Linked DNA regions of Mus musculus: all the other regions are linked to region 1. Evidence: chromatin contacts called from public Hi-C and promoter capture Hi-C data. All regions are on one chromosome and are shown on one strand. Each heading gives the region's core, a stretch centred on a gene start, on an enhancer-like site or on the middle of the called end of the contact. The rest is flanking DNA. Distances are from core to core; before and after follow the strand shown.

Region 1 (4,220 bases), core at 233-2,732:
GATTCCCCATCGCTAGTATACTGTTAAAGAGGATGTGAAGACAAGATGACTCGGAGAGGAGATGGCTCCAAATAAGTGCTTGCCACACAAGCACAAGGACCTGGGTGTGACCACAGCACTGGATAGAACAGAGGAGAGACAGGCAGGTCCTGAGAGCTAGTAGTCAGGCAGCCCTTGAAAAAATGTGGAGAACAACCAAGACACCCAATGTTACCCTCTGCCCTCCACACACATGCACCTGAGCACAGGAAAGTCTTGGTGACTTTAGAAATGCTATAAATCATGTGATTAAATGAAAAACAAACACAGTAATAAGTGTTCTCATTGCAAATATTCAGGTACATGTACAATGACAGTGAAAAAGAACAGACATAATTTAGTATACAATTACTGGATGTTTTAAAAGTAACAGCAACCAATTCCTAGGCGCTTCTATGGCAAATACACTGGGCTAAGTGGTCAGTGCAATTTGCATACCAGCCTTCGAAAGAGATTCCCAGTTAAGTGAACATAATACCGGTAGACAATCTAACTACTTTTTGCTCTACTGAATAGGCAATCTGGTAATGCAGATGTTTATTAGTTCAGCTCCCAGCCGTTATCAAATCCTAGTTCTAAGGAACCAATGTCAGAAACATCACAGATAGGAAGCCTGAAAGGTGGTCATTTACAGTGCATTTGAGAGCATCACTCATTAGTCAGGAGGGGAAGGGACACCTTACAATACCTGCGGTGGTAGACTTTCCAACACCACCCTTTCCAGAGGCCACAACAATGACTTCTCTAACACCTTCTATAGGCTTCTGCTTAGGAAGTCCTCGGGACATGATTTGTGTTCTTCTTTGTTTCAAGGCCTCACTCTCAGCGCCTAATAACTTTAAGTTAAAAAAAAAAAAAAAAAGTGATTTAAACCAATCATTCTCATCACTGGATTACTATGCTGTAAAAGAGAAAACAACCCAGAGTTTGGGTTTAACGGGGCTTTCTTTTCTAATAATGTTCATTGCCATAGACTTAGCCTTTAGGTGGTCTTTATTAAATGCTAATCTCAACGTCAAAGGTAATTGTTCAAGCTGAAATTTGTCTACCAGTGTAAGTGAGGATGGAAAAAAAGAAAAAAAAAAAAAAACCCTGAAGTGGACTTTTTACCGAGTTAAGCCCTCCGCAGATTTGCCTTTTCCTTAACCTATTCACTAAATAACCCCAAAACAAGAGAGCACTGTGCATGCCACACATCCATACTCGGGACAGTTTGGGACCACAAGCCCCAGCCACCTTGTAGCAAACCCGCTAGCGGGAGCGCGCAGGCACCACCCCGCCCGCGCTCGGCACACACCTGGCGCCCACAACCCAAAGCTCGGCACCCCCGGGGCGGGACAGTGGCCGCGCCACCACCCCGGAGTGACACCCCGCCAAAGAGCAGCAAACGCCGCCAGGTCCCCATGGCGCGCGGCTCTTGCTCGGGCCGGGATGGAAGCACTTGGCGTCCGGCGCGGAAAAATGACGTCACGTGGCAACCCTTGGCGTCCCCTTCCTGGAGATGAGCCTGATTGGTGTTTCTTCAGCTCAGGGACTCCATTTGATTTAATACTGTTTGTCATCAGCTAGAAATATTTTTTTGCAGCGTTTAACCAGATATTCCCAAAGCCTTTTCACATATAGCACTTTAGTTTATTCTTCCAGAGTAAACAAGAAGACTTATTAGGAAAAAAATATATTTTATGTTTGAAGGGTGGCTTTATGCTAGGGCTGAACTCAGGGCCTCCTTCACACTAGGCAAGCACACTGCCAAAGAGCTGCGTCGCCAATCCTCCTCTCTTGTTATTAATCTAAAAACTGAGATTTGGAAATTTTAATAAGATATCCCATCTTAACAGAAATGGGAAAAGCTGGAATTTGAGGATTAAGTTTTCCTTATTGCATAGTACTGTATATGGTCATTTCAGCAATGCCACTGTTAACATTATTATATTTACACGTGTGTGTGTTCACGCGCGCGCGCACACACACACACACATTGCGTGTGACCTACAGTACAACTGTGCACTAAGCTAGTGTCCCGTCCCGTCCCCCCCCCCCCACCGCCTTGTATGCTTCTGTTGCTAATGGTTCACAAAAGAGAGGTGAGAAGCCCTTACTAGATTCCAAAAAGTTTAGCTAAATCAGAAAATAGAACAAGTAAAGAAGCCTAGTTGCGAAGGAACTTAAGGGCTAGGCTAGTAGTAAAGCATTTGCATAGCATATATGACGCCCCAGGTTCAATCATCTGCACGGAGATTGGAGTAAAAGCTTGAGGGAGGGAGGGAGCAGAATTTTACTTGAGGGAGGTAAGAATGTGTACATATAGATAATCAGCACTATATCCAAGACAGATGAAAGAGCAAAAGCAATCCCTTTAAGAACAATAACTCACACACTTATCCAGAAACCAGATCCACTTAAAGATGGCTGGAGGTATGGCTACGGTTTGCCTTCAAAAGTCTGCATAAGACTTTCTCGGGAGGGTTTTTATTTCCTTCGTTTGCTTCTTATTTGTATTTATCATATCAAGGACTCAAAATCAGTTTATTTTTCTCTGATCTAATTCTTAATTTTAGTATTTTTATTATGGGCATAACAACATCAAAGAATTGCCTTAAGGATTACTATTCCTAGTGAAGTGTATTCCACGACGTAAGCTCTGAAACGGCCTCCAGACTCTTGCTTGCTCCCCTCAAGCTACGGCCCTTGTTGTTTCATTCCTTTATCTCTGCCTTACACTAGGCTCGCCGCTTTCAGCTTGCCTTCTCTCACATATTCTTTTGTGGCATGTGTCCTCAAATAGCTTTAGATTTCTTTTCAACTCAGTTTTTGTAAATGAATAGGAAAAGACACAGCTAAAAAAAGAAACTATGAACTGTCACTATAATCTGTTCACTAAATACCAAATGCCTACTTATTATAAGCAAACATTATGTGCCAAACACTAGTCTTAGAATATTCTACACTGCACCAACTGTAATACCCTCCACTAAAAGATACAGTCCAGAGCAAACAAAGAACAATTATGCTATGGCATGATATGTAATGAAAAGAGTGCTGAGCACTACAAGAGGCACCTAGTTAGTTAAGGACAGGTCCTGGGTGAGAAAACACCTGGGTGCTGGCAAAAAATGGGGGTGAGCTGGAAGAATAGCTCTGGAGTCGTGCAAAGACATCAGACAGACTGTTAAGGACTGCGGATGGTATACGCCCCACATATATTTATGCTTATTTGTCAATTAAAATAAAAAGCATGCTTCTCAGCTAGTAAAAACAAAGACATGAAATTCTCAGGCAGATGGATGGAACTAGAAAATATCATCCTGAGTGAGATGACCCAGCGCCAGAAAAACATTGGTCATAAAGTACAGGATAACCATGCTACAATCCACAGACACAAAGAAACTAAGTAATATGGGGGGCCCAAAGGAAGATACATGAATCTCACTCAGAAGGGGAAATAAAATAAACATCAGAAGTGGCTAGAGCGAGGGACCTGGGTGGAAGAGGGGGTGAGGAGGAAAACGGAAATGGGGATCAGGTGTGGGAAAAAGGGAGAAGGCTGGGAGGGAGAATGGAAATCTGGCCAGTCAGAGGGCAGCATCTCAGAGAGTAGCCAGAGACCTGGGATGGTGAAGGCTCCCTACAGATGTAGCAGATATACAGCTTGGTCTTCATGTGGGTCCCCTAACAATTGGAGTGTAGGCTATCTCTGACTCTTGCCTGTACTGGATCCTTTATCTGGTCTGCCTTATTGGGCCTCAGTGGGAAAGAGAGCAGCACTTGGTGCTGTTGTGATCCCCAGGGAAGGCCGGTACCCAAAGAGGGTTTACCCTTTCACTGAGGAGAAAATGAGGGAGGGGTTTTGGGGTGGGTCTAGGAAAACAGGACAGAGGAGGGGCTGTTCTATTTATTGAAAATTAAATAAAAAACATTAACAAACCAAAAGCAAGAATTACAAATAATCTTAGCAAATTTTTTGAGGATAGAGTGACTGAATGGGATAAAAATGGAGGAGGGTGCTGATTTGGGTCTTTTTGTTTGTTTTGTTTTTGTTTGTTGTTTGTTTGTTTGTTTGTTTGTTTGTTTGTTTGTTTGAGACGGTATTTCTCTGTATAGCCCTGGCTGTCCTGGAACTCACTCTGTAGTTGGACTTGAACTCAGAGATCTGCCTGCTTCCCAAGTGCTGGGATGAAAGG
Region 2 (4,524 bases), core at 1,938-4,437, 800 kb before region 1:
CAGAAATCTCTTCCTACCAAGAGTGATGTTTCCTTTGCTATGAAGTCCTATCTACTACGCTTCTGAAGGTTCTTTTTTTTTTTTTTTATGTCTTAAGCAAGACTATTCTAGGAGTTCTTGATCCTCTTATATCCCAGTAGAATGTGTTAGCAAAAGATCAGGGCACAATATGACTTTTTATGGATCCTACACCTGCTTTAGCACCCCCTTTGTCTCTTAAACACAATGGCATCCACCACACAATAAAAACCTTGAGATGGAGTGACGATAGGACCAGAAAAAATAGCTTTACTTTGTAAATATAAATTTTAAATTAAGTATTATTTTTGTAAATATGAATACAAATCTCTATACTACAGAAATTAAGGAAATCATAAGCATAGAGTTTCATCAACTCTGCCATATTCAGTTTGGAGGGCAGAAAGGAGGAAACGATAAAGTACTAACTTGCTAACTGTAACGTACACCTTTGTTTCTGTCTCTGCTCCATCTTCTGTCTTCCAAATACACACACGTGGGAGGGGGAAATGACAGATTATCACCTATAAGTGACACTTTGCCAATATGATTTTCTTAAAACATTCAAGAAAGCACAATTACTTCCTTTACCCGAGTTAAAGCATGAGGGTCAGTGGAAAGCAGACAGAGCCGCTCGCTTCTTGGGAAGTAGCCAACACCTTCATTCTCCAGCTTGAAGGACGGAGAGCACGCGGTCCCGACTTACTGGCAGCATCCTTTCGTGATAACACTTTTATTCACAAAGCAAGTCAGACCAGCAAGTAAGACCCTCTGGCTCGCACACAGGCTGATGTCACTCATGACCATGACATAGAACCTAGGCTTTGAGAATGGTTTTTTCCTACCTTGTCTGAACAGAGGACAAGCGACAGTACTGAGAGACATCCCAGAGGCAAGTCTGCCAAGATGAATGTTTCCAGTATGTGACATTTACCTGACCTCATTTGACACAAATTCATACTAGCCCATGCCTAATTCTTCCTGTCTGTCACCTTTGGTCACTCTCTAGGCATCTTATAAACTCTAGCAAGGCCCCGCTCTCCCAAGACATCTGCTTCTTCCATCTTACAGTGCTGAGACTGCATCAGGAATAGTTTCCCACATCCAAGCTTGTTGACATCCAGCCTCACTTTCACGGGCCGTTAAGATTCTCTAAGAGAAGCTCATCCAGAGCCCCATGCTGGAGGAAAACACACCAAAGAATGCTTTGCACAGAAGCAAAGGTTCTTATTGCAGCTTTGTTCAATATAATTGATGCCAACTCTCCAGATTCGTTGGAGAAATCATAATAACATTAAGATTAGCATTCATGTAGTCCTCGTTCTCTGGGATTTCATAAAGCAGTCAGTGCAATGGTGTGGTAAAATATATCACATCTCAAAACTACAAAGTGCACCCAAGCACAGTGGCTCTCACCGCTAACCTCGCCACTCAAGCGGTCAAGCCAGGAGGCTCACCGCAAGCCCGAGTCTGCACTACAGAGTATGTTCCAGACCAGCCTGGGCTACAAAGTTAGATTATATCTCAAGAAATAAAATCAAACTAAAATCATAGAACTTTGATTGTAAACTTGAAGAGACTTAAGTGTTCGTAATTAATAAGTGGAGTTGTGAATAAAACTCAATTGCCCACTGTGAATCATTGGTCAGAGTAGTAGCTTTTCTATCTTTCTTCACTAATAACGGTGGTATTATCTACATATTTTATCAATCAAATGTGATAAAGTATGAAAGGAATGGCTATTTAGTATCTTTCCTGAAATTCTACAAGTAAGCAACAGAGGATATCTTTTTTTTTTTTCAGATTTGTGATTGTCTCCTTCCAAAATACCACACAGTAATGAAAAGTTGTTGTTTCATGTTTAAAGGAGAAGAGAATAATTCACTGGGGTCCTAAGCGTTGCTTTAATTGTATTTTTAAACGTGGGTCAGCAGGATAACTCAATGGATAAAAGCTGCCACACAAGCCTGATGACCTGGCTTGGATCCCAGGACCACGTCAAAAGCTGGAGATGCTGCTACCAGGCCACCAACCCCAGTGCTCCTATGAGCTGGTAGGAGGGGACTGGATAGTCACTCAGAGGTTCATGGGGTAGCCAGCCTGGAGCTCACAAGGCAGAAAAACCCTCCTTCTCTCCCTCTTCCCCTCTCTCCCCCTCCCCCCTCTCTCTCCTCATCTTCTCCTATATCCTTATCTCTCTCTCTCCTTCTTGCCCTCCTTCTCTCAAAATTTAAAATTGTCTTTAAAATGTAAACCTGAATGTCAACGGCATCTTGCTGCTGTAGTCATACGGATACCTGGGTTTCTTCCCTAGTCATGGTCCTTCCATACCAAGAAAGAGTCTACACCACACACACCACACACACACACCACACACACACACACACACACCACACACACACACACACACCACACACACACACACACACCACATCACACACACCACACACACACACACACCACACACACACACCACACCACACACACACACACACACACACACACCACATCACACACACACACACACATACACACACCACACACCACACAGATACACACACACACCACCCCCCACACCACCACCACCCCCACACATCCCACGCCACCCACACACACACACACCACACCACACCACACACACACACACCACACCACAGCGCACACACACACATCACACACACACCACACCACACACCACACCACACAGACACACACACACCATACCACAGCACACACACACCACAGCACACACACACACACACACAGACACACACACCACACCACACCACACACCACACACACACCACACACACACACACACCACACTACAGCACACACCACACCACACACACACACCACACACACCACACCACACACACACACACACAGACACACACACCACACCACAGCACACACCACACACACATACACACACACACACACACACACACACACACACACCACCCTACAATTTTTTTGAGATTTTCATTTTCACATTTATATTTGTGAACAGAACTTTTTTTTTTTTCCAAGAGAACCAGATGCAGTGCCTAGCATAGCCTCACGGTGGTGGTAAATCATCACTAATATTCTGTCAAGGCCCATGGCAAGCTTTGTAGAAACCACAGAAGGCACTGCAGCATTCCTCCTGGGAAAACAAGAAGGGATTTGTTTCTAAGCTGTGGTTCTTCTCAACCAACCTTGAACAATGACCTTGGCACGCTCAACAAATCTATCAGCAGGGTTAATGCAAGGCTGCGTTTCTCTCCTGGCGTTGCCACAACACATTACTCTGAAGACTTATTATTTTATCCCTAAAGAGAATTTTGTGGGCTTATCTTTAAAACCATTGTGTTGATTTAGAATTCTCAACTTGGATTACGGCCATAGTGTTGGCATTTAAGATAACATTTACTGCGTAACCTAACTTGATGTGCTCCCTGAGAACCGTTTATTAAATCTTTACTTCTCCTAGCCCCCAATTTTCAACTTGAAATCTGAAAATTAGCTTTTTCTCCGCTTTTTTTGTTTGTTTGTTTTGTTTTGTTTTTTTCGAGACAGGGTTTCTCTGTATAGCCCTGGCTGTCCTGGAACTCACTCTGTAGACCAGGCTGGCCTTGAACTCAGAAATCTGCCTGCCTCTGCCTCCAGAGTGCTGGGATTAAAGGCGTGTTCCACCACGCCCAGTCATTTTCTTATTTTAAGACAGACCCAAAAACGTAACAAATCATCTTTATGGATCCACAGTTATGTAGTAACATAAACAGCCTACTGCAAAACCCTTTAAAATTGGCCCTAAAGGATTACTGTGCAATTTAATTGAACATTGCGACTGCTTGAAGAACTTTAACAATTGTTATTAGTGTGTGCATATGTATGTGCCATACCACGTGCAGAGCAGTAAGGGGACAGTTTGTGGGACTGATCCTCTCCATTCTCCTTTAGTGGGTCCCAGGGATCAAACTCAGAGCTCCGGGCTTGCACGCCAGCGCCTTCATGCACAGAGCCATCCTGCCAGACCTCCTGGAAGAGTTTGTAAAGCAATAGGGCCTGATTTAATCGCTCTGGGGTAAGGTTTGAGGTTGGGGTGTTTGGGATAACCTCCAGCAGTTGTAACGAGCAGCCACAGCTGAAAATCGCCATGGCTTAGAGGCATGTCCCCAAACGAGGGTCAGATTAATGTATAGAAGCTACCAATCTTATATGCTTAAAAACCTTAAGTAGTTTCCCATCAAAGATGGCAGCTTGGTGACTTGAAGCCAAATCTTTGCCATGAATGTGTTTATTGGATCTATTTAAAAACGGCTCAGATTAAAATTTTAAAACTGAGAGATGTCACATAAAATGTAGGTTTCCTACTTAAAAAAAAAAAATCTCTTGCCGTACAAAGTCACATTCCCACACAAATGGCATCTGCAGCTGAGAGGTGTTGTCCTTTAGACATGTTGTGTAGGCTCCAGTTGAATCAGCCCACTGTCCCTCATTTATGCATCCTATACGACTCAT
Region 3 (4,766 bases), core at 1,589-4,088, 540 kb before region 1:
TGGAAGCATACTTACTCTAGCCACTCAGTTTAGTAGGTATTTCGAAAGACAAGTGGGATGGCAGGACTAAACCCCACAGGGAAAGAAACACATATGGGGTCACTAACAGAAGACTGTGACCCGGGGAAATAAAGGTGCAGCTTCCGTATTTGTCTTCTTCCTAATCTTCCTAGGGAATTCACAGTTCCCGTTGTTGTTGAAACTGGGATTTTAAGATGTAAGTGATGTTGAGATGCCATCAGCTCTTTAATACAAGGAAGACTGAAGAGAAGGGAAGAATTCCAGGTAATACAACTTGGCATGACTTTGTTAACAGGCCAAGTTCTATCTGGTCACCTGCTAAAGAAAACCATCATTACATTGGCTCTGTTTATTGTGAGGGAGTCATGCATGGCACAGCTCCCCTGTAGAGGTCAGAGGGCTCCCCTATGGAAGCCAGTTCTCAGCTTCTACCATTTGGTTTCGAAGGTGAAACTTAGGTCGCCAGACTTGGAGGCGAGTGCTTTTACCTGCTGAGCCTTCTCCCCAGCCCCTGCCTGGTCACCTTTAGCAAGAGAGGATTTAGAGCAAATTAATTCTATCAGCTCTACCACTGGGGTGAGATGGGTAGGAAAATACCCATCTTTATCAAAATTTTGGCTACAAGGCAACCCCTGCAAACTTTTGTTTCTGTTGAATTTTTTTTCTTCACTTTAATGCCTTTCTTTGAAAATATTTAAAAGTCTAAAATATTTCCCAGATGATACAGATCTGCTGAGTTCTCAGCTAAGTTGCAAAAGCTTAATGAGATCACTTCTTGAACATAATTGTAACAGTGTGTCCCATGTATGTAAATCGGGGGTCCTTCTTTACCTTCTTCATGTGGCCTTGAGGGTACAACTTCTGTGTGTGTCCATAAGACTCCAATCTCTGAGATTCTGATGGCTTCCGGTTGTTCAGAAACTGTTATCAATAACAAACAAACAAAAACCCATTTATTCCTTGGGACCATCTATTTACAATGAAGTCACCTTGTGACTTTCTGGATTAAGTACAAATTTTCTCAGCCCCCACCTACTCCGATCACATCATCTACCCTCTTTAAAGTTAATTTTAAAGTAAGTTTTAATTCAGGTTTTCTCTACTACCAATTTTCAGTTCTGGTTACATGAAGCCACCTACCATACCTGCCTCAGCCAGGGTAGGTCTTCTTTTTTCCCCTTTTAATTGTCACAGGTTGCCTGAATTAAAGCTTCAAAACATTTGGGGGAAATTCATAATGATATTCCTTAATAATAAAGTCAGTTTTATTCATTTAGTAGCTATTATTTTTTCAGCTAATCATAGATATTAAAATGCTGTACTCCTGTGTAAAAAATATTTCCAAAGCATTGTGTGTTTGAGAAATTTCAATAGGGCGACAAAGCTGGGCCTCCACACCCTGTCCCAGTTGCTTTGAGGGCCTGGCTGCCAAAAAAATCTAAGTTTTCCCCATGGGAGGAGCATACACACATCCATCCAGGAAGGGCATCCTCCTGCCAGAACTCCAGAGAAAGTAAACGACCTGAAGGACGGTGAAATCAGGCCAAGCATTTACTACAGACAAGATCCGTCTAGGAAGCAGCGACCCAGTTAGTGAGGAGACGCTACCCTCATTCCACTGTGCTTTTATTTTTGTGTTCCTATGTGGGTCACAGCACAGAAAATTCTATGGCGAATTTTCCAGGGAAAAGATGGAAGTCACAACTGAGAATTGTTGACCCCACTTTTTTTTCTCACAAGTTGTCACATGAAAGAAAAGCTGAGACCATAGGGTTTAAAAACTGTGCTTGCCCAAATTTGGAGATTTTATAGATCGGGAAACATTTGCAAGGAGTTTGATTTATTGCTACTAACATTTTCTTTGGCCAGGAAAATGAACATTTTTAATTCTTGTCACCAAAATTCCTTCCCTGAGAAAGATGTAAATGTCTACCCTACACACACCCCAAATCTCAATGACAAATCAAAGTTTGGAGTCCACTAAATTTGACCTCAGGGGACCAGAACGTTGATGGGACTTATGTGTACAGCATGAGTAAAGGGACACTGACAGCAGCCCCAAAGCAGCCACACCGCAAAGTCTTCACGCAACATGGATGGTGGCTTCCTCATAGCTGCTGGATGGACACTCCCTTCCCTAATCTACCCCAGCTTGTATGCCTCAGCCTTTCCCAGACGCTGAGGCCACATGCAATTAGAGCAGAACTGTTTGTAAACGACTGGGGAAAGTGGCCGGACGCACTACTGAGAGTTCAACGACTATCCATCACTTCTAGGAAGTGATGACAACAGCCCTCGGTGGTGCACGCTAGCAATGGGTAAGGCTTATCTCAGGAAGGCTGCAGCAGTTTGTCTAGAGGATGGTACTTTACGCCTCTGATCTGCATCACTTAATAAGAAGCCGTGTTGGCACTCAGGAGTAGGGAGACTATAATCCTTACAGAGAGAAAGAGGCTATATCTTTTCTCAGTGGGTCAGTTGGCCCTCCTGCTTACGTAGTGCCTAACTTGGATTAGATATTTTGTTTTGTGTTCACTTTAAACCAAAGCAAACAGGGAACACCAGGCAACACACTGGATCCCTGGCGTTCTGAAGCTTGAAGATGATGTGAGGACCCTTCGCGAAGCAGCCCAGGCCTGAGCTGGGAGAGCGAGCTCAACACAAGTCAGAGGAGAAATCCCTGTGGGGTAACCAGCTCCCAGCCTGTGAGAGTCGATAGGAAACCAACCGCACAGAGACTGTAGGCTTTATTATCTGCCAGCCTTGGGAGTGGGCCCGGGTGGAGAGGAAGAGGGCCCAGAACTGCACCAGCTTCTTTGCTTCTCAGCTCTCAGAACTTGCTGAGCCCTTTCCAGCAGGTGGCAGAACACTCACATAGAAAATTCCAAAACCACCCAGCTTTTTTTTTTTTTTTTTTTTTTTTTTTTTTTTTTTTTTTTTTTTTTTTTGTCTCTCAGAGGTCCTTGGTATCAGTTCTTTAAAAGTTAGCGGGGCTAAGGGTGTGCTTAGCAAGCACGAGTCTCTGAATTCAATCCCCAACGTGAAAAACATTTTTTTTTTGTAAATGCCCGATGTGTTGGAAAGGATTCTGCATATTTTAAAGCCGCACTCACACTCCACCCTACAATCCTGGTTACATGATACTTTGGTTTTCACAGAGAAGCAGAAACTGCAGGAAGAAGCATAACACAAGGAAACCCTGGATGATCAACTGCAAAGGCTTGGATCAATACCATCTCCGTGTTAGAAACCCAGCGCGTAGCTTCTGCATTGAAAACAGCACTAGTCCCAACAGAAGCTTTCACTGTCATCTGTCACCTGTGTTTGTGGAGATGCAATTATAGTATATATAAAAAAAATCATCCATGGACTTGGCATTGCCTCTTTTTAAGGAGAAAAGCTGTGCAGTTGTCAAAGTTACACAGGAGAACCACCATAATTCAGTGTCTATTTCAGGTACTACACAAGGCAGATGGCTTGCTTTCTAGGACTAAGGATCTCATTCTGCAGTGCCCTGCCCTGAACAAGAAAGGTAATGGAAAAACATCCCATACAAAAGGAAAACCCACACCATGTAGTTCTTAAAGAAGCCACTGCAACTTAGGAATCGGGACTACGACTGTGAGCTTTGTGAGTAATTTTGAAAAATAATTTGAACTACAAAAGTAAGATTAACTGTGTTTCTCCCAAACATCCAACAATCATATCCACAGTACCACTCTCAGGCCTAAGTAAATGCAAGTCAGGAAATGAACCTGAGGGGTTGGGCAATGGTGGCGCATGCCTTTAATCCCAGCACTTGGGAGGCAGAGGCAGGCAATTTTTTGAGTTCGAGGCCAGCCTGGTCTACAGAGTGAGTTACAGGACAACCAGGGCTACACAGAGAAACCCTGCCTCAGAAAACAAACAAACAAACAACCCCCCCTAAAAAACAGAAAAAAGAAAATGAACCCTAGAATAAAAATCCTAGAAACACTTAGCAGCTTGAATTTGATTATTAGATTCATACTCCCTCTTCATGCTCTCTTCTTTGCTTTTCAGGTTCAGTCTGGTCTTCCCTCATCCCCAAATAATAGGGTCCCCAAGATGTCCTATGCTCTGTACTTTCTCAAATGGTATCTGCCTCCTGAGACAACGTTTCTTATTGCTGGAAAGGACCTGGCAGGAGCCAATGCAGCTGTTTCTATGGGGAGTGAAACTTGACCCTGAGAAACAGAGTCCTTAAAGCCACAGCTCAGCACCCCTAGGGTCAGGATTTACCCCATCATCACCGTCCTGTCACCTCAAGGTTTGTCATCTTCACCATTCAAAAGTACATGGCTCCATCATTCTTTCTTTAGAAAATAGCCCTTTGGTGGACCCGGCATTTGGGATTACACTTTTTTCAGAAGAGACAGGCAGGGCAAGCAGGAGACAACATCTTGAACTATATGGGTACTTTCCATTTGAGGAATCACGCTCTGCCGGTATGTGACTCATGCTCAAAACATACAAACACCAAGGTCTAAGCTGTGGTGAGCTGATCCTTGGCAGCTGAACAAACTGTAAGCTCCATGAGAGTGGGCTCTGTTGTCCCCATTCCCATCCCCTCTGCCTCATCTCTCCATTGCCACCGTCACCACCACCTTCTTTATAGTTCCCTATCTTACTTGGATCTAGAACTTTTCATCAAAACTCTATTACTAGTAAATACCTACCATCCACTGACGCTTTGATAGCCTTTAGTTTATTGTTTGACATCTCTA
Region 4 (4,656 bases), core at 155-2,654, 660 kb before region 1:
TATCATCAGTGTTGTGCTATAGAAAAGTTTAAAGGCAGTTTAAGCGAGTGATAAATAATATACAATAGAAACTTAGATTTACAGAATATGTGAAAAACATTAAAATGTAATTATGTGGATGTATATTTGTTTTTCAGTATTCATAAGGAACAGGTTACAGGGTCTCTCCCTAAATACAAAATACCACATGTGCTCAAGTCTTTTAAATGCAACAGTTTTGTCTTTGTAAAAACATTACATACTCCTGTGTGAGTGTGTGTGTGTGTGTGTGTGTGTTTGTGTGTGTGTGTGCATGCGCACGCAATTTTTTATTTTTCAGTTATGCAGGGATGGGTGAAGTATGTTCAGATAAGTTCAGTTCCCCAATGAGGCTAAAACAGTGCATCAGATCCCCTGGAAGTGGAGTTGCAGTTAGTTGTGAGCTGCCCAAAATGGATGCTGAAAACTGAACCCAGGTCCCGTGGAACAGCATTACATTTTCTTACCGTCCTGTATAACTGAAATAATGTAAATGCGATATAAATACGCATTATGCTGTACTGCTTGGCAAAGAGTGACAAGAAAAATAGCCTGTATATGTTTAATACATATAGGTTTTCTACAGATATTCCAGTCTAAAGTTAGTTAAAACCATAAATAACAAAATCTGTAGATAATGTAAGTCTACTGTTGTAAATATATAGATCTCTAGGAGGAAAGTGACTATTTAAAGAAGACTAATGTTTTAGATTTACAACATACATAAAAATAAAACATGTAAGAAGATAACATGAAGACTGAGAAAATGATTTGAAATTTGCTTGATTTTCACATATTCCAATATTATATTACATAAATCATTTGAATACACGTATCATGTTATTGTATATTTCAATATATAAATTGTTTGAATAAAAAGTATGATATTATGTATATATTTCAATATTATATTATATTATATTATATTATATTATATTATATTAATTGTTCAAATACAAAGTATGGTGTTATATATGTACTTTATAAACTTTAGATCAAGAAAATGGCATCATAATAGAAGAGACAAAGTAGGTTAAAAACTAGTACTCAATGCTATCTAATACTTAAATACCAAATATTCTACCCAAAAGAAAAATGAGAGAAATGAAGAAACAGTAGCTAGAACAAATAGAAAACATCTTGCAAGGTTCAACCCAAACACATCAATAATAACATTAAATATAAAGTAAGTATTCCAATTAAAAGGCAAAGATGGCCACAGTTAGAAAATAAGACCCACCTACTATTTCCTATTTCTCTAGGAAACTTACTTTAAATAAAGGCACAGATAGGTTAAATGAATGAAAAAGGCATGCCATACAGGAGCTACAGATTTTCTAGCAGTGTCAAATAGACTCCATCAGAAAACAGAAGGGACCTGTAACCATGGCAACAGAAATCAATTCAAGAGGAACCATTACATAAAAACAGTAGAAACTGTAACGTACCTTTCAGATTCCTGGTTTCGTAAAAGTAATTTCAATTGTAAGTAAAAGAGACTATAATACAAAAGGTATAGTATTCACATATTTGTATAAATGTAATATCTATGTGTGTTTGTATAATATCCATAAGCAGATTACATTTTCTGTCTGAAATGTGGGTACATTTTCCTTTACAGGTTATCCTTATGTTGTTCTTAACCAATGATAGCAGTCTGCCTCTAACAGGCTGCCTGTGTGCAAGTTGCTACTGCACGATAGATAGACTCAATCACCTTCTTTTTGGCTGCGTTGACCTGGCAGGCATGACTGGAAAGCCGATGTCATTGATTTCTAGCGTCTCCAACACTTCCTGTCCAGTTCCTCTTCGTGCACCTCCACCTGGATGCCTCGCCACTGCTCAGCTCTCTGTTTTCTCCCCTTCCACAACTCCAAATATGAACACCAGCCACATCTGTCTACCACTCTCTTAGAAGAGAAGATAATCGATTTCTCCACTGCAGGCTAATGACCAATAGACTACTCCTGAAGTAAACAGAATCTTCTCTCACTTGATTTCTTTTGATGGCTGAGACTGCAACCTATTCCATCACGTGCTTCCTTCCCTGAGTCTCTGTACCTTACTCTTGTCCTGCTTCAAAACAAACCAGCTTTTATCTCCTTGCCTCTAAGTCAGTCCCACTCACTCTTTGTTCTCCAAAGGCCCTCAGCTACGGTCCATTTCTGTCACATCTAATGTACATGCGTGTACCTTGAGGGCAGTAGAAAGCCATAAACCACAAATTAGAAGAACTGTGTGGTCCCTGCTCTGTCTCTGAACAGGTAATAATGTCTGGTGATGTCACTTAGCATGTGTGAACTTCAATTTGTTCTTATGAGAAAAAGAAAAGCTATTTCATTTGTTTTATTCTATTTACATATGCAATCTATTCATTTGTTTAAAGATTATCTATAGATTTAATAAAAATAATTATTTTATTTGTTTAAATAAAATATTGTTTATTTAAAGATATTTTTAAAAAACTTTTTCAGCTCTCATGCTAGAATTCTAGAGACAGTTTCTGGTCTTTAATGATAATCTGAAATACAATCAAATCTCCTCTGTGGTATATCTGAAAAAATGTTTTTCTAACTTATAAAATGTCATTGAAATGTGTTATCTCATTTGAGGAACACTACTGAATAACACGAAGTCTCAGACGGCAGGTGAACATGTTGCAGTAGAAGATGGTGCATCCTCTCTGTCTTCAGCCATTTGCTCTTCCTTATTCCCTCCCCCTCCGTGGCTCTCTCTGCTCCCCATCTCCTGGCCCTTCTCCCACCCTTCCCTCATGCTTCTATTTCTTTCTATCTCTCCTTCCTTATCTCTCTCCACTTTAAAACTTCAGAGATGGCACGGGGAATGCATCACAGCTGACTCTCAGAAAGCTAGTAAAACTGCTAAGCTGTATTTGAAGTCGGATCTGTGTTAAGCTTGCACACAAGTACACGTGTACACAAGTACTGACTTAGTCTGTTTTCACGCACTCAGAAACAGGTTGAAAAGTTACTCTCAGCCCTACCTGGCTCCCATCAGGCCCATGTGAGCACACACTAGTTGTGTGAGATTGCTGCAGACGGATAAACTGACTCAGTGGTCTCTGCAGAAGTAGAGACCCTAGACCGGTAACTGAGCAGTTACTCTCTTCCTCACAAAGTCCACCGGGCTGCGGTGCTCTGAATGAGAATGGGCCCAGTCTCCTATGTTTAAATGCTTGGTTCCCAGTTAGTGGAACTGTTTGGGGATGGGTAGTAAGTATAGCCTTGTAAGGACATGTGTGACCTTGTTGAAGAAGGTGTATCAATAATGGGTTTTGAGATTTCAAAAGCCCACACCACCACCCAGTCTCTCTATCTTTCTTCCTCCTGCCTGGAGATCAGCATGAAAGCTCTCAGCTACTGCTCTGGCCCCAGGCCTGCCCACCGCACTCCCTGCCATGACTGTCATGGGCTAAGGCTCTGAAACTATAAACAAGCCACCAACTAAACAAGTTCTTCTAAAAGTTGCTTTGGTCATGGTGTTTCTTCATAGAAATGGAGCAGTGACTAAGACACGGATGTTGAAGCTCCTCTCAAAACACTCAGTGCTTAGAGATTTGGCTCCAGAGAGTTCTTGCTCTGGAAGAAAGAAAGCTTCTTAATAGACTGGATTCCACATATGTGTACAGAGGCATCTAGGAACAGAGATCATTAAAGCCAAAAGTTTGTGAACTTGCGGCTCTTGGTGCTGACTACATCGTTTCCTGGAACAAAAATCAAAAAGCCTGGTTTTATAAAGAAAGCGGGGAGATGAACTCTCTACTGCAGAAAATGAAAAGCCGAGGACTCAGGACCATCACTAAGAAAATATGACTAAAACAAGAGCAGAGGTTCCTGAGCAGGAAGTTCTGTGAGGTTCTGCGGCCTCGGGCACTCCAGGAACTATGGCTTACTGTGTAGTAACAGTCAGTCCAAGAAGTGCACCACATACAACCAGTGTGAGTTTCCTGGCCTCAGTGTCCCCATACCTAGCAAGGGTTGGTCAAGGCAGAAGGAAGGGCGAGCTTCCACAATGAGCCTGGAGCTGATTGTATCTTTAGCCCATTTTGAGATTGTAAGTTTGGAAGCCAGAGATCTACTTACAAACACCACAGTACTTTGCACTCAGAAATGGCATCAAGAAACCCTTTACAAAGATGTGAATCTCTTACAGAGGTAAACCATGGGTTTCTTAAGAACATGCATCTGCCAAGAAGCACAAGAAAAAAGACCTTCAAAGGTTCTACAATGTAGAGACACAGAGGACAAGGTCATGAGGGCCCTTTAAAGCCGTAGAGGTTAAGCCCAAGATGCCAACGTGTCCCAACAGCAAGCTACATGGATTTGCTCTCATCACCCACCCCAAACATGGAAGAAGCTTTCATCACCACACGGCCAAGGGTCACAGGCTCTGTCAACTAAGGGCTAAGGACCTGGCAAAGGCTAAGGCTGTAGGACCTGCTTAGAGTCTAGCTTCAGTTCCTGCTGCTGCTCTAAATCCAGTTCAGGCTCACAGCCTCGTGATAGCCCCATAGCAAAGGCTTCTATCTGCCTTACTCCTCCACACTGATTGCAAATGTGGCTGTTTTTATATTAAAAAAAAGCAAGTTCCGTTCCTAATCAGGAGGCCTTAGAGAAC
Region 5 (4,414 bases), core at 1,221-3,720, 740 kb before region 1:
GCTGGCTGAGACAGAAGCGATACTCAAAGCAGGTACTACACCTGGCCGCAAACAGGCAGAAGAGAGTTCTGCTCGCCCCTTCGCTGAAAAAAAGAATTACAAGACGCTGCCTCTGTTCCTCACTGAGCTGGGAATATGGCCGTCACCAGTCCTTCAAAATGCCCTGCCCAAACGCCACCTTCAAAATAAGAACTAACAAGAAAAATGTTCCCTAAACACGATACACAAGTGTAGCCAATATGAAGGCTGGAAGAACAGTGACAAGAAGGCAGGTTCCAGGGACAGCTGGAAAGTCAGTTGCATTGACAACCTTGGCTCCGTGGGAGAAAAATCCCTCAGTTCTTCCATTTGTTACGTGAGTTTGAACTAGGAAGGTGGAATTAGGAGGAGATGCGGCCCAGGCACCTGCCACATGGTAAACGTCAAGCAAAGTTCTACTGTGACTGTCACAAACTCATATGCAAAGTAAAACATGCAAGACCCTGATGTCCATTCCTTTGTAATACACTCATCGGTTGTAGCTTCATGTCTCCATCGCCAGACAGAAAAGTTCAAAATATATACTTCCTCAAACAATATATGTACTAATTATATATATATTTAATTATATATATATATATATATATATATATATATATTTAAAATTGAATGTGGCTGGACTTTTCCAAATAAATAAAGTTTCCACCTACTTTTCCAAAATTGGCATATTTCTCATTCTTCATAGCAAAGAGCATAGAAATTTAAAACGGATTCAGAATCAGAACCATTTTAAACCATGGGGAAGGAGACAGTCAAAAAAGGGTTCTTAAACTAAATGCAAGATCCAATGAGGTTGAAGTAATCTACAAACCCTGGTGGCTCTGGGGGCTGCACTGAGCTCAGCAAGATGCCGCCCGTGCCTTTTGTTTGTGTAGCAGAAGGTAGCATGGATTTAGTTTGATGCCAAAACAGTCTACCATTCTGGTTGTCTTAAAGCCTTGAAACCAGAGGTTCTCAGGCCTTGGATCCCCTTTCACAAGAGTCACATATCCGCACATCAGATAATTACGTTACAATTCATAACCTTAGCAAAATTCTAGTTATGAGGTAGCAATAAAATAATTTTATGGTCGGGGGTCGCCCACAACACGAGGAACTGTGTTAAAGGGTTGTAGCATTGGGAAGGGTGAGAACCTCTCCTGAGACCTTCTCTTCTCAGAGAATCCTAATGGTAGAGTTCAAAATCCTACAGTGTTTCCATATCAGAGGACTTGTTTGTCTGCACTGCTTGTCTATGCTACGCATAGCAACCAATATGAAGTTGCTGCTGACCTATAGAAACAGTGAATCCATGGGCTTCAGCCTCCACTGTTGTAAGTCGGCTGGATATGGGAACCAGAGGGCTGAGGATACAAGGAAGTGGATATATAAAAAGAGATTTATTTTATGTTAATAATTTTTTTTACTTCACCTCATTGAAGTTGGGTCACAAAATCAAATGCCAAACCTCTTCGCATGGAAGGAATTAAACATTCCTAGCACTGCTGAAAAAGCAAGGCGCGCTCCGCTGTCTGCGTTAGATCCATGACCCAACTGTAACAGAGTGTGCCAAATAAGTCTAACCACGAACCGAGACAGGGAAAGCAGGGCGCTCTGCCCACTGTGCCAGCACAAGAACCACGTGCGTAGCAGGTGAACAAGCTCCCCTGAGAACAAGACCAGGCCGCTACCTGTCATGCAAAACCCTGGATTTTCCAGTCCTCCTTGCTGTAATTCGCACTCCCTTCAAATGCATCTTGTCCAGGCTGGTTTGCTAAAACAGCTGGATGAATCTACAGGAATGCAGAGAGCGAGGGAACTGCCACGCCTGGCTTCCCCAGCCCTCTCTTCCTTTCTCCCTTCATCCTTTGGAATTTTGATTAGATTATGACAATTTGGCTCGTTCCAGGAGCAAACACTGCATCTTCTGGCTTTTCTAGTTTGAAAAACAGATGGTCCCTTCACTGGGCCCAGGGGAAAAGGAAAACAACTTGTTATCAAGAATTTCCTTTGGCTTCTGCTTTGCAGTTTCTAGTTTCCCAACATGCAATTCCTTGACGAGCTGGTGCGCTTGTGGGCTAGAGCCAGTGTGAGCATCCAGGAAGCAGATCTGTAGCAACTTTTGTCTCCCCTTGCCCATTCTCCCAGCCCAATCCTCATCCCTGGCCCAGTGCCTTCAGAAGTCAGAGCAATAGAACCCTAACCTGTTATTTATGTTACTCGAAATCACTGTTTCGAAACTCAATGTAAATTAAGCTACGGGTCAACCTCAGAGAAAATTAATACAGAGTAAACTATTTTCTATACTGCAGTTCCAAAACCCCAAAGGGGTTTTTATTTGAGCAAAAATATACATGCTTAAAGGAGCTCCTTGGCCCAACTTGAATCGCTCTGAGTGAGACAGAGTCCAGTTTGAACTGGATTTTCCTTTGTAATCTCTGTGGCATTCCAAACATTTCTACACATCAGGATTACATCATATTCCCCCCTCCCTCCTCCCCCTTCAATACAAACAGCCATTATACCCCATTTTCATGACCTTCGGGTTCCCAGTATCAAATTACCCAGCTGGTAATTTCTATCTCCCTTGGTTGCTAAGAGATGGCGATGGTCCAGACCAAACTAATATTCCTGAACGCTGAACCTCAAGTTGCCATAGGAGTGAATGAAACTCAGCCGGAGCACAAAAGGGCTCACCATTTGGCAGCCAGGCTGTGTGTCTTTCACAGCTGCAGGAGACAGTTGGTCCAGAGAACCTTTCTGCCATCTCCCTGCCAAGTCACTGCCACGTTCTCAAGCGGTTGACACAATGGCTTTCAGCAGAAGAGCTGCCATTTACATTACAGAGATCAGTCTGCTGTCCCACCGTCTCTTCTGAATTAAGTTTCATGGTTCCATAGCTAAAGCCCCCCCCACTCCGATACAACAAGCCCTTTTAATGACAACAGTCACAGAGAAGGCACTTGTAGGAAATGCTAGTGTATCTCTCCTCCTTGTGGCCTGGCCTGCTTGTCTGCTCAGGCTCTTACTCCCCAAGCTGCTACTCTGGGGCTCTCAGATGAGCCCTTCCTGGGTATTGTCCCACCATGGCCACATCTCCCCTGGGAGCTTTCCACACTGGGAAAGCTTTTCCTGGCTGCTCTCTGGAGAGGATCCAAAGCTGGAGGGAGACACCTCAGGGCTCCTGATTAAAAGCCCTCGCCTCTACGGTAGATGCTCGAGGATAATTTGGCTAATCGGTCAGCTTGATCTGGTTTCAGATTCCTCTGACATTTTCTCATCCTCAACAAACCTTCAGAATGCAGAATTCAGAACCCCAGGTCCAGGATGGACTGCCTAGGGACCTGTGACAAACGTCAAACGTCACATTTCTTGTAAGAACAAAGGTTTCTAAGCTTTATGCTTTGAAGGCTCATTTTTCAAGTTAGAGCTCATAATTTGTTAGCCCAGGTCATACCCCAGGATTCCTAACACTCTGCAATATCTGTGTTTCCAAACAGAGTCCTGCAACAGCATGCCCAGCTTTAACTTTAGCCAATCCAGTCAGGTAGCAATGTCAGCAGGATCCCGTAAAATGGAGAAGAAAGACACAGATAATGAAATAAACTAGGAAGACACTTCATACCTTGGACAGAGGTGCCTGTGTCAATTAACACTAATTATTCAATCAAGACATTTGCCCTAGTGGGAGGCACAGACTCCATTCACCCCAATTAAGCCAGTGGATGCTGAAAGGATTTACAGGAAAAGCAAAGGAAGGTAGAATATATTCAGCAGTCGAGAGGCACGGGGATGTGAATCCGTCCTAGCTCGTGGCCGTGACCTTGGAATTCCCTGTTGACGTGTAAGACAACCCAAGAAAGGTTGTGCATGATAATCTGCAGTTTAGGACATCTGAGTTCTGCTGCAGCATGCGTTACCGTATACCCTCACCAGCAGACTGCAGGGCCAGTCACGGGTCAAATAACTTCTGCTTTCTTTAAGCCCTTCGATAATTAGAACCACAGAGATAATGGGATTTAGCCTAGCTTGTGGAACTATGTGTTAATTGCAATGATAATTTTCATGACTATGGACCAATCCATTTATTACTTTTAAATTCTGAAATTTTTAAATGAACCAACAATATATTACTTTGAGTTTTAATTTGAAATATTTAATAGCTATTAGCCCAGATTTTAGAAAAGGGGAAAATTTTGTAATATGTAAGAACCTGGCTTATCATAATTGTGCACTTAAAATACTTTCCAAACTAGCCTCAGCCTGTAAAGAGATTTTCTTGCACTTTGAAGTCTATTCTGTTATCTGAAATGGTTAGATAAGTGTCTCGGGGAATTTGAGTGAATTTGGAATAGTATTAGATTATGAACCAACTGAACATTAGCCAAAAAGAAGC
Region 6 (4,491 bases), core at 97-2,596, 600 kb before region 1:
CAAGCTGGCTGGAGATGTTGCTTTTCCGGCTTCCTCTGAAATATCTGTTTTAGGCTCCATCTAAACTGTTTAGGCTCCAGCAATCTTAACTAATTACAAGCAACTCAGGGGGTGCTATTCTTTCCAGTAAGACTGTATAAATAAAAACTATCAGCTCGACTGCACTGAAACACAGGACCACTCCCTGACTGTAAGCCGGCAGATTGAACAACTGAACGGGCATGTGCTTTCTCTCCCCCAGTAGCAATCAGTTGCACCAAGGAAATTCATTTCATTTCCCAAAACAAAAGGCAATGATACCCTGTTCCATACTGACCTGTTAGACTGGTTTTTAGCAAATAAAATAGTAACGATTCTTAAAAGCAAGCCCTGGATTAAACGTAAACATCGTATGTTTATCTGGAGCTTTGGAATTGAGTTGAGGTTCCGGGTCCAGAGATTTGCATTCCTAACAAGCATCAAGGCCCCTGACATTTATCCATCACACTGGGTTGGGGCTAGAGTTAAGCATGAGCCCGCGGGCGGGCGGGCGGCAGCGCCACTGGCCTTTCCAGAGTCTCTCTCCCGGGTTATCCTTGACTGTAACTGCCGCAGAGGGGAGACTTGCTCCTCTCTCAGTTACAAACCAGCCTGGAAGCAACTCCAGCTTCAGCCTCTTAACTATGGAGGACATGAATTGAAGAGATTCCACACAAATCAAAAGGCATAGATAATTTCATCTGGTTTCAGTCTTAATGTTTTTAACAAATTATTTCTTGAACATGCAAGAGAATCCCCTTTCACATACACATAAGGTTATGTCAAATGCTTATTCAGCACTCATTCCTTGCCATGAAGAATCTGAAACCCAATGGAGGTAAATACTGAATTCCGTTCTGCAAGTCACTAAATATTTCATAAATCACAGAAGCAAATGGGACCAATTAGCCCTGCCTCATAAAAAAAGAAACATATCTTTACAATGTTAAAATACAATGAACTACACATTTCAGAGCTTATTTAGGCTTTTGCAATAGAAAATTTTCTGTGCTTTTTTTTTTTAATTCATGAGAATACTAAAAATAACAGGCGGAGACGGAGCAAGAAATCTTTGCATTTTGATTTTTATGCGACTCTCACAGGCCTTTGTCTTAACACAGCAGCCTGAAAACAGAATTAGGCAAAACAACCCTTCTTTCTCCAGTCCATTTTAAGCAGACAACATCCCCCCATCCCTGCCTTAGTAGACGCCACAGACTAACCAACAAAACAGCGTCGCAATTAAGGCCCAAACGTTTAACACTCACCATCTCCTGCTCCCAACGTCGCCTTTTGATGTTTACAGCACATCTGTAGGATGCAATACTAGGAGATGCCTTGTTTGACCTGCTGCATGATGCTGTGACATCAGTTCAGATGATGCAGCTCATTATGGGAAAGGCTGCTGTTGCTATGGCAACTGGGATGTGCTAGGAATCCTTGCTGCATTTCCAGTGGAGCCTGAGACAATACAAAAGCCCTGTAAGAAGCAGACAATATGCAAAATGCAGTCCAAAGAAACAGGGCTCCTCATTGGACTAAAATCTGTAAGTTTAAAAGGGGATTTCTTAGAATAATTTTAGAAAACAAAATAAAAATTACCTCTTCGTTTGCTGCTCTACATTGAGAGAATAAAGGTGCAAGTGGAATGTCGATTCAGTACTCAGAAAATACAAACTCGTATTCATGGTTCCCTATCAGGCAATTTGATCGCTCTTCTCCCTGGCTAGTAACGATACCTCTTTAAAAGTTATTAAAAAGAGGTTTAGTTCATCTGACAAAGAGAAAAAGAACAAAGCATGGATTTTGAAACAATTTAAAATGTAATAAACAGCTGACCAAGTGAGTCTAATTCTAAAGTGCACAGACTAATAATCGTCAGAACATGGGCAAAGCCTCCGCCAGCTAGGTCTGCCCTGAGGGTGTTCTCGGGTAGACACCACCCCACAGAGCCTGCTGCTGGAGAACTCGCTACCACTTAACCTTCAGGAGCAGTGAAAAGAGGTTGGATCCTAGAGACCCTTCCCCTATCTGACAGAGAACTCTTCCTACACATGGCCAAAAGGCAAGTATCTTCTGGGGTTAAAATCTGGAACAAGTGGAAGACCTGTAGAAGTTTCTTGTGACTGCCACTCACAACCCTTGGGGTTTGTTTTGTTCTTTTTGAGGCTGTAAGACTGCCTACCAAGGAGGCTATTACTCTCTCCCCTCCCCCACTGGACCTCTGACAGGCACATTAAAACAAGACTCCAGGAGGATTTCTCCAGTTAGTGAAAGGAAAGGAAATCCAAAGAAATCAGTCCTTTCTTTCCAGTGTGAAGCATAAACAAGCATCATGTTGTGACCCTGAGGAGAGCTAACCGTGGACCAGCTACCCATCTCACTCATCTAAGGCTTGCAGGCCACTGACAGAGAAAGGCACAGCCAAGCTGACCTACATCCATTCTGTCTCTACAGCTCTGAGAAAGCACAAAATTCCGAAACCTAATACAGAATGAGACAATTATATTGTCCAATCATCTCTTAATTGTCCCATACTTCTCTTAATCAGCAGCACAGGGGGTGGTGGGGTTGGAGGGGAGGCTCTGAAGGAACTCAGGCAGCCTCCTGTAAAGAAAAACTGATAAAATCAGAAGAGGTGCCACTATCCAGCCTTCCACAGAGCAGCCCTGCCTTGGATGTGAAGTCATGATTGCTCTTGCTTTTCCTAATAAGGAACAAGGAAGGGAAGAACAAGAGTAAAACCTGTGTATACACTCAGCAGCACAACAGAGCTTGACTCCCTTATCTTAGACCACATGGTACTCACACATTGAGAGGTCAGCATGGAACCACTGCAAAGCCCAGAGCACCGACCTGGGGCTCAGGAAATCTACCAGTGATGGTATTTCCTCCGAGAGCTCCTTCTGTGTATTCAGGGTTAGTAGCCTCTCTGGGGCTCAGGGGTTTCGTCTGAGGGAGGATAGACTTAGATAATAATCATGGTTTGCTAATAATATTTAAATTTTTTTTTCCTTTATGTTACAGAGCAAAGCTGGGCTTCCTTCACTGGGGCAGGGGTGAAGAGGCCCAGAGTCAAGACTGTTGGACCCTTCTTGGCATAATTATTAACCCTGCCTGCTATAGAGTACTGCTGGCCTCCCTGAAAAACTCTTAGGCCTCCAGAAATAAATAGGGTGAAAGCCATAGAGCTAGAACAAGATTAGCCTTTGCAGAGAAGGTTCCATAAAGAGAAGAGGGCAGGCCAACAGGACAGACAGATAAAAGAGAATGTCATTTTACCCAGTCATAAGGAGAATGAAATTATGTCATTTGCAGGGAAAGTGGGAAGAACTTACAGATCATGACATTTAGCAAAATAAGTCAGCCTAAGACAGACAAATCCACATTTTCTCTCAATCACACCTGAACACAGTTTCTCAGAATGAGAAAATGTCCATAGTTTCCCTTTCCAGATTCTAGGCATGGTGAGAAAGATCAGACATCTCAGGAAATCTGACATCAAGTCAGATTTTTGACATTCTAGGCTAGCTAAACTACATCTGGATCCATAGGCAGCAGGAAGAGACAGACACTGGGACTGGCTTGGGCTTTTGAAACCTCAAAGCCCACCCTCAGTGACACACTTCCTCCCAAAAGGCCACATCTCCTAATCCTTGTCAAGCAGTGCCACTCCCTGATGACCAGGCATTCAAACATAGGAGCCTATGGGGGCCACTCTTATCAGACCACCACAAATGGCCTGTTGGAAAACAGAAGTGCCAGCATTTAGGAATGTCACTGTTAACACACTTGTGCCATTAGCACTCAATTCTAAGCTCTAGGATCAAATGTTTGGGAAACAGCCAAGGTCACCCAGTGACTGAAGAAGGCCAAGCAGACAACACCCACTGCAGAGGAGATCAAGGAAGGCTAAAGGGCAGGGGATCGTTTCAGAGGCCACACTACAGCTTTGGGCAACAAGGTACAGATACGTCACTTCTTGAGAACAGAACTATGGTCAGAGGAGGGAAGTGAAGCAAGACCCTCACACTGAAAAATTAGAGAGAAGGAAGGCCTGAAAAATAACTTGTGAGAAATCACTTTTTTCAGCGTATTGATGACTTTATTTCTTTTTCATGTGCATAGGTGCTTTGCCTACATGTATATGTGTGCACCATGTGTCTGGTGCCCACAGATACCAGAAGAGGGCATTAGATCCCCTGAAACTGTAATAACAGACAGTGGTGAGCTGGGTGCTAAGAATGGAACCTGTGTCCTCTGGAAGAGCAGTCCATGCTTTTAACTGCTGAGACAGCTCTCCAGCACACGATATCATTTTAAGTGGAATTAAAACAGCTGGATAAGTGTCTCTAACTCTGAAATGTATTGAAAAAAAAAAAGAAAAAACAAGTGGAGACCACATGACACAGCAGGTATTGTCTTTCTGCTCCTTTCAGAGATGACTTTTCACTCTCAAGAAATGAGAGTGAC

The links. Promoter capture Hi-C pulls out the DNA fragments that hold promoters and counts their contacts. A called contact is a pair of places that touch in the nucleus more often than the background predicts.
Region 2: a promoter capture Hi-C map of cranial neural crest shows a contact between it and region 1. The contact joins the enhancer-like site here to the promoter of Nubpl in region 1. A contact is called at or near these places in 10 of 39 promoter capture datasets (the 3T3-L1 cell line, cranial neural crest, embryonic stem cells and 4 more), 1 of 484 Hi-C or Micro-C datasets (pancreatic cancer cells), 2 of 115 datasets of contacts at active chromatin or transcription factors (embryonic stem cells and fibro-adipogenic progenitors) and 3 of 9 other capture datasets (adipose tissue, liver and macrophages).
Region 3: a Hi-C map of the Ba/F3 cell line shows a contact between it and region 1, with 4 times the contacts expected there. The contact joins the enhancer-like site here to the promoter of Nubpl in region 1. A contact is called at or near these places in 21 of 39 promoter capture datasets (the 3T3-L1 cell line, 3T3-L1-derived adipocytes, the C10 cell line and 13 more), 7 of 484 Hi-C or Micro-C datasets (the Ba/F3 cell line, the N1E-115 cell line, bone marrow-derived macrophages and 3 more), 3 of 115 datasets of contacts at active chromatin or transcription factors (embryonic basal ganglia, embryonic stem cells and stem cell-derived neural progenitor cells) and 4 of 9 other capture datasets (adipose tissue, liver, macrophages and 1 more).
Region 4: a promoter capture Hi-C map of hippocampal neurons shows a contact between it and region 1, with 2.0 times the contacts expected there. The contact joins the enhancer-like site here to the promoter of Nubpl in region 1. A contact is called at or near these places in 10 of 39 promoter capture datasets (cranial neural crest, embryonic stem cells, frontonasal cranial neural crest and 6 more), 1 of 115 datasets of contacts at active chromatin or transcription factors (embryonic stem cells) and 2 of 9 other capture datasets (adipose tissue and macrophages).
Region 5: a contact with region 1 is called in a promoter capture Hi-C map of hippocampal neurons, with 6 times the contacts expected there. The contact joins the enhancer-like site here to the promoter of Nubpl in region 1. A contact is called at or near these places in 15 of 39 promoter capture datasets (the 3T3-L1 cell line, the C10 cell line, the HPC-7 cell line and 11 more), 2 of 484 Hi-C or Micro-C datasets (bone marrow-derived macrophages and muscle stem cells), 5 of 115 datasets of contacts at active chromatin or transcription factors (T-cell acute lymphoblastic leukemia, astrocytes, bone marrow-derived macrophages and 1 more) and 3 of 9 other capture datasets (adipose tissue, liver and macrophages).
Region 6: a contact with region 1 is called in a promoter capture Hi-C map of hematopoietic stem and progenitor cells. The contact joins the promoter of Akap6 here to the promoter of Nubpl in region 1. A contact is called at or near these places in 9 of 39 promoter capture datasets (the C10 cell line, cranial neural crest, embryonic stem cells and 4 more), 2 of 115 datasets of contacts at active chromatin or transcription factors (astrocytes and embryonic stem cells) and 2 of 9 other capture datasets (adipose tissue and liver).

Annotation. Positions count from the first base shown.
Region 1 is chr12:52,095,008-52,099,227 of GRCm38.p6, reverse strand. It overlaps Nubpl (nucleotide binding protein-like), which reads right to left and starts at 1,482. Exons shown (of 11, transcript NM_029760.2): 1 at 1,337-1,482; 2 at 728-875. The coding sequence starts at 1,444.
Region 2 is chr12:52,894,489-52,899,012 of GRCm38.p6, reverse strand. All of the region lies in intron 4 of Akap6 (A kinase (PRKA) anchor protein 6), which reads right to left. Among named protein-coding and RNA genes, the nearest start is that of Gm51971, 98 kb to the right of the region's middle. Within about 2 kb of position 3,187, at least 82 of the 459 cell types and tissues checked have an H3K27ac peak or open chromatin away from gene starts, as enhancers often do.
Region 3 is chr12:52,636,118-52,640,883 of GRCm38.p6, reverse strand. It overlaps Gm35239 (a long non-coding RNA gene), which reads right to left. Exons shown (of 7, transcript XR_001780617.2): 4 at 853-942. Among named protein-coding and RNA genes, the nearest start is that of Gm23296, 34 kb to the right of the region's middle. Within about 2 kb of position 2,838, at least 55 of the 459 cell types and tissues checked have an H3K27ac peak or open chromatin away from gene starts, as enhancers often do. A contact at or near this core is called in the Ba/F3 cell line, cerebral cortex and palatal mesenchyme, where this site is marked.
Region 4 is chr12:52,752,594-52,757,249 of GRCm38.p6, reverse strand. All of the region lies in intron 1 of Akap6 (A kinase (PRKA) anchor protein 6), which reads right to left. Among named protein-coding and RNA genes, the nearest start is that of Gm51971, 44 kb to the left of the region's middle. Within about 2 kb of position 1,404, at least 3 of the 459 cell types and tissues checked have an H3K27ac peak or open chromatin away from gene starts, as enhancers often do. A contact at or near this core is called in hippocampal neurons, where this site is marked.
Region 5 is chr12:52,833,692-52,838,105 of GRCm38.p6, reverse strand. All of the region lies in intron 2 of Akap6 (A kinase (PRKA) anchor protein 6), which reads right to left. Among named protein-coding and RNA genes, the nearest start is that of Gm51971, 37 kb to the right of the region's middle. Within about 2 kb of position 2,470, at least 125 of the 459 cell types and tissues checked have an H3K27ac peak or open chromatin away from gene starts, as enhancers often do. A contact at or near this core is called in adipose tissue, astrocytes, hippocampal neurons and 3 more, where this site is marked.
Region 6 is chr12:52,696,238-52,700,728 of GRCm38.p6, reverse strand. Akap6 (A kinase (PRKA) anchor protein 6) reads right to left here and starts at 1,346. Exons shown (of 14, transcript NM_198111.2): 1 at 1,287-1,346.